2 separate regions of the Rattus norvegicus genome follow, and region 1 is linked to region 2. Evidence: chromatin contacts called from public Hi-C data. All regions are on one chromosome and are shown on one strand. Each heading gives the region's core, a stretch centred on a gene start, on an enhancer-like site or on the middle of the called end of the contact. The rest is flanking DNA. Distances are from core to core; before and after follow the strand shown. Region 1 holds the start of Rap2a (RAP2A, member of RAS oncogene family). Region 2 overlaps LOC102547244 (a long non-coding RNA gene).

What was found. Hi-C and Micro-C count contacts between places; a contact is called where the count stands out from the background.
Region 1: a contact with region 2 is called in a Hi-C map of Schwann cells, with 4 times the contacts expected there. The contact joins the promoter of Rap2a here to the enhancer-like site in region 2. A contact is called at or near these places in 4 of 12 Hi-C or Micro-C datasets (Schwann cells, frontal cortex, mammary epithelial cells and 1 more) and 1 of 1 datasets of contacts at active chromatin or transcription factors (oligodendrocytes).

Annotation. Positions count from the first base shown.
Region 1 is chr15:104,000,837-104,005,717 of GRCr8, reverse strand. Rap2a (RAP2A, member of RAS oncogene family) reads right to left here and starts at 1,974. Exons shown (of 1, transcript NM_053741.1): 1 at 1,484-1,974. The coding sequence starts at 1,969. The coding sequence ends at 1,652. It overlaps LOC120097088 (a long non-coding RNA gene), which reads right to left. Exons shown (of 3, transcript XR_005494308.2): 3 at 3,278-4,113.
Region 2 is chr15:103,669,401-103,674,139 of GRCr8, reverse strand. LOC102547244 (a long non-coding RNA gene) reads left to right here. Exons shown (of 6, transcript XR_001841468.3): 3 at 159-324; 4 at 2,877-4,739. Among named protein-coding and RNA genes, the nearest start is that of Oxgr1, 120 kb to the right of the region's middle. Within about 2 kb of position 3,294, at least 47 of the 93 cell types and tissues checked have an H3K27ac peak or open chromatin away from gene starts, as enhancers often do. A contact at or near this core is called in Schwann cells and prefrontal cortex, where this site is marked.

The DNA of each region.
Region 1 (4,881 bases), core at 725-3,224, 330 kb before region 2:
CTATAGTGTCCAAGCTGGACTGGGCCCTTTAATGCCAGCACTCCATTGGCAGCAGCAGGAGAATCTCCGTGGATTCCAGGTCTGCCTGCTCTGCGTGGTGAGTTCCAGGACAGTCAGGTCAACATAGAGAATCTGTCTAAAAAAAAAGAAGCAGGGCCCAAGAGGCTCTTATGACACAACATTTACCCCACAGAAAAATGCTGCTCAACTCCACTCAGCCCATCGCCCTTCTTATATCAAGAGCTGCAACTAGTGAGTCTGGGTGAGTGGAATCTTAGTCTGTTGTCCCGGGTTGAAATATCAACAAACTGCTCTAGTAAACAAAGTAGCCATTATTATAACCGAGAGAGGAGCTACACAAATTCACCAGAAGCTGCAACATGGTGTGGCCCACCCCGTTGGGGACCTCAGCATGCTGGTTCCTGCACAGATGCGCTGACACGAACTGGGGTGTGAAGGAGGGGCAGCTGGAGCAGTTAACATGAACACTCGAGTATCTGGGAGAAGGAACTGAGGAGAGGACATTCTTTTGGTCTCTGTACAGGGTTAAAGACCCACCACTTGCAAGGAAATTTTGAGTATTCCCTGAATACAAATAACTTGTTCTGAGCTCTGAAGTGTGTAAACCCCAAATGACTGATAAATGTGATTATTGTTTCTATTTAAACCTTCAATGGTGACTTCAAATGTAGCTACAGGTAGAATAATTTTGGAAGACCCTCAGCAGTACTAGTTTATAAGGACCAGAAAAGAACGTTATCAGTAAAGAAGAACTAGAAAATCTTGCCAAAACTCTGTAATAACATGTTAGACTTTGATATTTAAAAGGTTGAGGGTAAAAATACATGGCATCAACTTAAGAGAAAACAAACACTGAAAGCATTCAGGTTACTGCCACATGCAAAATGCATTCTTTGAACAGTTTACATCAAGAAAAAGCGTGTTTGTCCCCCCCCCCCCCCCGCACTAACTTTAAATTAGCTGATACACAAGCCACAGCTCATACTAAACTTCTGTTTGGTTTCCAAGAATAGCCTCCTTCCTTTTTTTTTTTTTTTTTTTTTTTTTTTGAGGGGGCGGGGTGGGAAGGCTAGCTTTTAAGAGAGGAAGAGAAATGCACTCTTTCAACGTAAATGTCACAAGCGTGTTTCTATATGCCAAACCTCGTGAATGTTATGTGGTCTTCGAATTATTTGCCAATGTGCCTTTAAAGTTTTGCACTAATTCATTTCTGCCAACCTCCTGACAACATTTAATCTTTTCCGCGACAAGAAAGGGCCCCTTAACTAGTATTGACACTGTCACAAGATATGTACGTGCGAATTCTGGCTGTCAAACCTCTGAAGGGTGGATTTAAGCGCGCGCTCACTCTGCACAGACGTGCCTCCACTTAGACAGCTCCCCTTTCCCTAGCGCCCACCTACTCATCCCTTCTCTTCTTGCAAGTTTGAAACTTTGTTTTCTCTGGGGTCCAGAAGGAGCGCTACCAATGTCCTAGAAACAAAGGGCTGAGCTGGGGGTTAACGGGCTGCCCAATTTTACTTGTGAAACAAAGCCCGCAAGTCTGAGCCCCGGAAGGAGGTGGTGTAGCCCGGGCGAGCCAGGGACCGGGATCGCCGCAGCCACCGAGCCCCCGTGCGCCCCGCTCTGCTCACCGCTTCACGCGGATGATCTGGTCCCGCATGGGCTTGATATCCTGGAAGCTCTGCTGGTTGACCAGGCTGTAGACCAGGATGAAGCCCTGGCCGTTCTTGATGTACAGGTCCCGCATGGACGCGAACTGCTCGGTGCCCGCCGTGTCCAGGATCTCCAACACCGAAGGCGACGAGTCCACCTCGATCTCCTTGCGGTAGAAGTCCTCGATGGTGGGGTCGTATTTCTCAATGAAGGTGCCGGTCACGAACTGCACGGTCAGGGCGGATTTGCCTACCCCGCCCGAGCCCAGCACCACCACTTTGTACTCGCGCATCGTCCCTGCGCGGCCGCCGCCGCCGCCGCCGCCCGCGACATAGACCTGCGCCCGCGCGCCGCGCCCCGACCCCGCGGCCCCGCCGCCCTTACGGACACGCCGGCTCACGGCCGCGGCAGCGCCCTGGGCGCCGGCAGCGGAGCTACAACTGAGGGAGCAGCGCGCGGCCCTGTGAGCGGGCCAAGCCGGAGGACGATGCAGCCTGGAGGGCGCCGGCAGCAACGGAGCTCGAGCCCGAGCCGGAGCCGCCCGAACCGCGGCCCCGCAATGCCGCCCGCCCCGCCCCTCGCGCCTCCACGCCCAGCACCCGCCGCCGCCGCTGCTGCCGCCGCCGCTTCCCTAGCGCTGGAGCGCGCGCCCGAGCCCAGCCGCAGCGCTGCCAGGGGCGGAGCCAGCCTGGTGGGCGGAGCATAGAGGAAGGCCCTCCTCTCGCGCCGTCGCCTAGCGACCGTCGGCGCGCTCTAGCGAGACTCGGCTTCCGCAGACGTCTGGCAACACCCAGCCCTACAGGCCTCCGTACTGCGTCTGCGCGCTCTCCTCCTCCCGATGGCGGGCGACGTCAGACTCCCACGCTCAGGGTTTGCTGGAGGTGACAGTAGAGGAATGGTGGGCACAGGGAGACATGCGCACCGTGCTTGGGGGCCTCACGACGGGCCAGCCTGTGGCCGACATCACTCAGCTTGTCAGCCTTCAGAGAGCTTTGGCTTTAACTCGTTATACGTAACAACGTGAGCCTTAAGGGCCGCTGCCATAAGTTACACAAGCAAATCGAAGCTCCGCTAGTCGGCGGCGCCCAGCCTACACGCAACCTGGTCCGCGCCCGATGACGTCACCGGCACGCCCTCTAGCCCCACCCTCCTCGAGTTTGACGTAAGCCGAGCTCCTCCCCTGCACTGGTAGACAGCCACGGGCGCCTGGAAAACCTGGAGCTCGGATCCGCCAGCCACCGTCAAGAGACCCCCCCCCACACCCCTCCAGAGCAGCTCAGCAACAGCCTGCGGGGATGTCGATGCGGAAGCTCGGATTCACTGTAGCCAATCAGGTTGCGGGTCTGGACTCCAGACTACCACTCTTGACCAATGAGAAGACGTCTCATCTTGCTAGCCGATTGGTGTAAGACCCAGTGATAGACTGAGCCAACTCCCCTCCGGGGCTGGCGGGGCTGCGTTTGCGCTTGCGCACGCTCTGATAACCAATCGTAAGCCAGCTGAGGAGAGACGGCGGGCTGAGGGGAGCCAATCAAATCCCTCCCGGTGCTCTGCCACTCAGGTCTGAGGTATAGAGACAGTGCAGGGCTGCCAGGGAACTGGGAGGGGCGGGGCTGGAGCGCCCGACTCCCGGGTGTTCTGGCACAGGAGCGGGTTGCGTTGGCTGGGGAAAGGGATGATTTCTGTTCTAACGTCGCCTCCGTGGCATTCTGCCTGGAGATGGGCATGGAAGTGGTGGCAAAGGATGCGGGCTGGATCGTGGGCTGAATCGGGAAAACAGGGACTTTTGTCTTCAGGGTGAGACATTTTCCGGGCCCTCTGGAGACATCCATCTGGCAGCAGTTGCAGCGGTCCTCCGTTCGAGCCTCCTAAAATGTGTATTTTCTACCCTGTGGTAAACCAGCTTATCTTTGCCCTCCCCCGATCTTCGTCATACACTCCCAGCCATAATCGCAAATTTATGAAAAATTACACCCTCCAGCCTGCAATAACTGGTCATCGCATTTATCTTCATTAAACCATGTTCTTGAAATGACAACTCTGGTCATTACTGCCTCATACTTTTCAGAAGGCTGTATTCTTTTTCAATTCTGTCAGAGTTCGGTGTGCCCCTCCACCATTCTGATTTCCCACAAGGTCATTGTAGAGTGGATTTCAGTCTGGGCTCCTCTAACAGCGGGACATTCTTTTATATCTTTTCTGTCACTTGTCAAAGTACAAAAATGTATTCTGATATAGGAGTTCCCGACTGCCTATTGTTTCTGAACGTTTAAGCATTCCATATGCTTGAATTACCTAGCCACAACATGACTGCAAATTTTTATTTCAAACAATGTAGAGCGCAAGTGCCTTGTCAAATTGAAAATGTCAGCTGCCGTCTCTCCTTCCTTCAGATTCATGGACGTTTGGTTCCAGGCCACCTCCAGAACCAAAAGCCTGCAAATCAAATCCCGTATATGAAATGGCATATTCGTACTTAACCTACACACTCTCTTGTATATTCCGGTTCTCTCTAGATTCCTTGTCTGTCTGATATACTGTAAATGTTAGGCTAATAGTTATGATACAGTCTTTGGGGGGAATGAATCATAACAAACCTACTGTTCCGTACAGTTCTCCATCCCCCCCCCCACCCAGTATTTTTGAGTTGCTGCTGTTTGGATGCATGGATATGAAGTCTGCCGATATAGCTCAGGTCCGTCATTCTCAATTGTGTACTATGAAGTTTTGAGAAGTTGAAACTTAGAGAATAGGCAGTGAAGAAACTGTAGGAGGGAAGCATCAGGAACGTTTCATGGGAGTCAAAACTGAAGGGGATCTGCTCTCTCATTCTAATTTAATCATGTAAGAACATGAACTAAAGTCGAGGGAGCCTCGTTTCATGTCTGAATGACTCTGACAGCAATGTTTCAAGAAGCTGATACAGGAGGTCAGTAGCTGGATTTTGGAAGTCTAGTTTTCTGTGAGACTAGTAGGCTGGGTTGTGATTACTTCAGCTCCATAGCAGCTAGTTTTGTGAGGAAAAGCAGAATGCTTCCAGTACAACCAAACCATGTGTATGGGTGATAACATTTTCAGGTGTCAAGGGAATTAAGTAGAGCCTAGAAGCATCACATGTTCTTTGTGGATATGACAACCAGTATTGGTAGCCTTTCTCACCGCTGTGACTAAGTACTTAACAAAAGCAACTTAAAGGAGGAAAAG
Region 2 (4,739 bases), core at 2,045-4,544:
AGCATGGTAGCACAGCAGGGTCCCTGTTTCGGTGTAAGGAAACTGAAGTTCACACAGATAGATGAATATTACCACCAGGGCTGACCGGACAGTGTGGGCAGGGCTGGGCTAACAGGTGGGCAACTTGATTTTGTAGAATTCTTTTTATGGCATCTCAGAAAGAAGCAAGATGTCACCTGGAAACTGGAGGGAAAAAGAAGAAATGAACCAGCGTCGACTGCTAAGAAGGTGAAGAAATGAACCAGCGTCGACTGCTAAGAAGGTGAAGAAATGAACCAGCGTCGACTGCTAAGAAGGTGATAAAGTTGACCATCTGTTCCTCAGGTAGAAAGTCAGAAAGGGAAAAGAGAAGATATCTTTATGTATATCTCCAGGATAAAGTTCAATTGTTCTCTATAGGATTCATCCATTCATTCATTCACTCACTCATTCCCTCACTCACTCATTCCCTCACTCATTCATTCACTCACTCATTCCCTCACTCATTCATTCACTCATTCCCTCACTCACTCATTCCCTCACTCATTCACTCACTCACTCACTCACTCATTCACTCATTCATTCACTCATTCACTCACTCATTCACTCATTCATTCACTCACTCATTCATTCACTCATTCCCTCACTCATTCATTCACTCATTCACCCATTCCCTCACTCATTCATTCACTCACTCATTCCCTCACTCATTCATTCACTCACTCATTCATTCACTCATTCCCTCACTCATTCATTCACTCACTCATTCACTCATTCCCTTACTCATTCATTCACTCACACATTCAGTCAGAGCAAACAACACTGACAAACAGAGCAGCCAGAATGGACTCCAGTGTCTCACATGCTGGAGGTGCCTGGTTTTGAAATGTGGAGGAATTCCTGAGCAGTGGGAAAACCAGATATGGGAATTGGGTGCATAGCGGAGGACCACTGCCAGGTCCTAACGTGGATAGAAGCTGAGCAAGATAGATGAGTATGTCAAGTCAACCAAGACCATCTGAAACCAAGATGGCTAATACCCCTCTTACCCACCCCTCACTGGCTGCTGCTGCTGCTTTCCCTGACTGTTCTGCTCTCCGAGTCATCCACCCTCGGGAATAGTGGTCCACAGCAGAAAGGCTGCTCAAACCTGCGGCGTTTTACTGGCGAACGTTACTGGAGAGGGGTTCAATAGTAGGCCAACATCGCACTGTGAAAACACACTGTCAGAGTAAAGGGTGTTTTCTGAGGCAGACTTGACACAATAGGCTACTGTCTATTGTGCACTTTCCGTAATTAATACCACTTAAGAGATGCCACTCAAGGCAGACCCAAGGTCCGAATTAGACTAGACTCAAGGGTCTGAGATTTTATCTACTTGAGACTCTGCAGGGGAGGCAGAGGGACATGAAAATGGAGGAGGCAAGGCTAGCTGGCTGAGTTTGCAGCTCCTCAGGGATCCTGGCTGTTCAACCCAGCACACCACACCACAGAGAGCCTGCTAGCTCCACTGGACATCCCATGCTGCATCGGGAAGGTCCCAGGGAGCACAGGGCCTCAGGCTGCCTGCTGCTGGTGCCCACCTCCCTGGAGAGGCCACTCCTGCCTTCCTGGTTAATAACACAGTGTTGAAAAGACAAGTAAGTGCTGCTTCGAGGTCCAGTGGTCACATTCATGTTGTGATCTTCTCTGGGGCCCGTCTCATTGTTTCCACTCACTGCTAATTGTACCCAAGTAATGAGAAACATTGTACCCAAGTGATGAGAAACCGTAAACAGCCTGCCTTCCCCAGCGCTTGCTTGCCTCGAAGGGTCTAGGGATTTCCTAAAACGTACAACACCAGAATCCACCCAGCCTTGGTTTGAAAGAGCCAATATTTATAAGGGTCTGGGTAGGGGCTGTCTCTGTTCTTACTGCCCTCCTCATGGATAAGAAATGAAGGGTTGTCTGGATCCTTGTGTGAATTTCTCTTTTCGGTTTATCTATCACACCTATCCTTGCACTGTGCTCTAACACATCCAAGTCTCTCAGGACCTTGGGATCCTCTGCCCACCTCCATCCACACTGCCTTCAAACTGTGATGATGCTTACCACTCAGGGCAAACCACACCACTGTGGACCCCTGACGTTGTTCATATCCGTGAATAAGATTTGTAGAATCCTAACATTTTACAGCGCACATGTACATGCACACACATGCACACTTGGCCACGTGGTGGGGGAGGGAGGGTCATAACCTAGTGTTTTTTAAAACCCACATTCCTATCTTATAAGTAATAAGAATCAAAGGGAAGAAGTAGTTAGCTGAGACATTCCACTTTGAGCTTGTTTGGTAACTAGTAGGAAGCCAGTAGGTTTGAGATAAGACCCCAACCCACAATTCCCTGTACTTTACGGGAAGTGGAGAGTCTCTTCTCCTCTCAGGGATCATAGATACTGAAATTATGCCTGCCCTTCTGAACAAGACCAAACAAATATACTCAAGTTTTTTCAAATATTGGCCCTCCATATTTTGGAAGGCAAATTGGGAGCCCTCTCAGGCTGTTTCCCAGACTTCCAAACACACAGAAATCGTCTGGGGACCTGCGGAACTGCAGGCTGGGATCCAGCAGTTCTTGGGTGAAGATCATACACTCCCCACCTGTGCCTGGGCCAATTGCTCAAAGGAAAAGCTGAATTGTATGTTGTCTTTCAGATCAAGAAATCTTCCAATATCATTTCAGTTTCCTATCCTTTAGCATTTATAAAAGCACTGGAACTACATCGGCCTTTTACTAAATCATGTCCAATATGTCTGGACAGAAGACTGTTAAAAACCTAATAAAAAAGCCATACATCTTTCCTTACTCGCCCAAGCTCCGGTCTCAGTCCCGTTTTGAAATCTTTACTTCTTTCAGTTACTTATAGCACGGTCATCGTCTGGAAAGTTGGAGACAATGACTAGAAGACAATGAAGGGACGAAATACAAGGTGTCTGGTGCAGACTGATATGGCCAGGCACGTAATTAATGCCTCTTTAAAAGTGAACAAAAGCAGAGCAAGAAGTAAAAAACAAAGCGATTACGCATCAGCTGCTGAAACACTGTGTCCTAGCTTAAACGAGGCTGGAAAAATGCTTCCACAGAGAACAGGATGCTTGAGGACTCTAGCCTTTTCCCGGAGGGGCTGTAATGGCTCCAGCCTCGCAGACGGGCTGCGCAGCGGCGCCAGCGAGCTCTGCTGCCCCCTGCTGGACGGAACGCGGGACTCGCGCCAGCCAGTCTGCGAGGCTCCCGCTGGCTCCCTGGGGACCCAGCACTCCTCCAGCAGGTTATGCAACACCAGCTCACTTCAGGAAAGGAAACCATCGACTTCATGGAGCTTCCAATGAGCCAGTGTTAAGAGTAAGGCGGAGACTAGAAAATAGCACGCATGTGTCCAGCCTTGGAGGCGCGTGTGTAAGGGGAGTGGACTAACTGAAAGGAAGCAGTGTAAAGATTAGCCGCAGGGTATGGTCTTCTAGTGACGCCGCACCTCATGACCAGCTACTGACATGGTGGGCGGCAGTGCTTCATTTCCGGAGTGCAGCCCCATCTTCTAGCTCCTTCAAGGTTATAGATCTTCTAGCTGTGTGACCTTCAAGGTTTTAAACTCTGACTGTTGGTGAACCATATCCAGTGGGTTGGTCTTTCCTAACAAGACACACAGTGAAGGCTTTATAGAGAGGCATATTAAGGTGGAGCAGGGCTATTCCCTCCTTTTACTGTTCAGAAATAATAAACATTTTGATATTTCCAGTATTCGTCCGGATCACCATATCTTTAGAGGAATTTTTCTTCTATTTGGACCGACCCTTTGGAGTTTTACCTTTTGGGGTTTTACTGATGTGAAGGAGGGGTCGTGGTGGTGGTGGCCGTTCACTCTTGTCCAATCTGGATGTGGATTAATGGTGTTTTCCAGCCCATAAAATATTTTAAAATTTTTATTTCACACGGGGTTATGAAGCATCGCTGCCTTTACGACAGCTCGACTGGAACTTTCAAAATTAAAAATGACAGGAACTGAAAGTTGTCATAGAGATTCCAAGGCACTACCATTCTCTTATTCTGTAGACGATGTTCTGCGCTTTTCAACCAAGTAAGAATAGATCTCTGGAGATGAGAAGATGACCACCACGTGTCTTTTCCCAGTCTTTGGATGGTACCTTTCACATCCTGGAAGGGAGAAAGCTGAGTCACCACCACAGAGTCTGAACCTGATTATCATATTCAGTAGCCACTGCCAAGCATACATTAGCACCTCTCCCAGAACTACTCTCTGTCTGCACAGGGCACCTGGACACTCTGCTCATGAGAATGCAATACCCAACATGAGTCAAGAAAGCCCAAAGACGTCCACCCTGATCTGGTGATAGATGACACCTGACCTCCTTAGCCAATATGCAGACTGAGACTGTATCTGGCAGAGTTTCTGGCTGCAGAACCCTTGACCGTCAGAAGTGAATGAAAGTTTGGTAAGCTGTGCTGGAGCACTGCCAGTGTGCGGTGCTGTGAGCCGCCCTCACAGGATTTCAGGGAAGAACTGTGGGGAGGAGGCACTGAATGCCTTAGATGCAGCGGGGAGAAAACCCTTCCTCCTACACCCTTAAAACAGAGCGAAAGGAAACAAAATAATAAAACTAATAACAAAATAACAAAATAATACCCCCCCACAAGCTACACCCTTACTTTTCTGGTCTCACCTGCTGCTTTCCTTAGGAGATAGTTTCAATGGAAAAGATT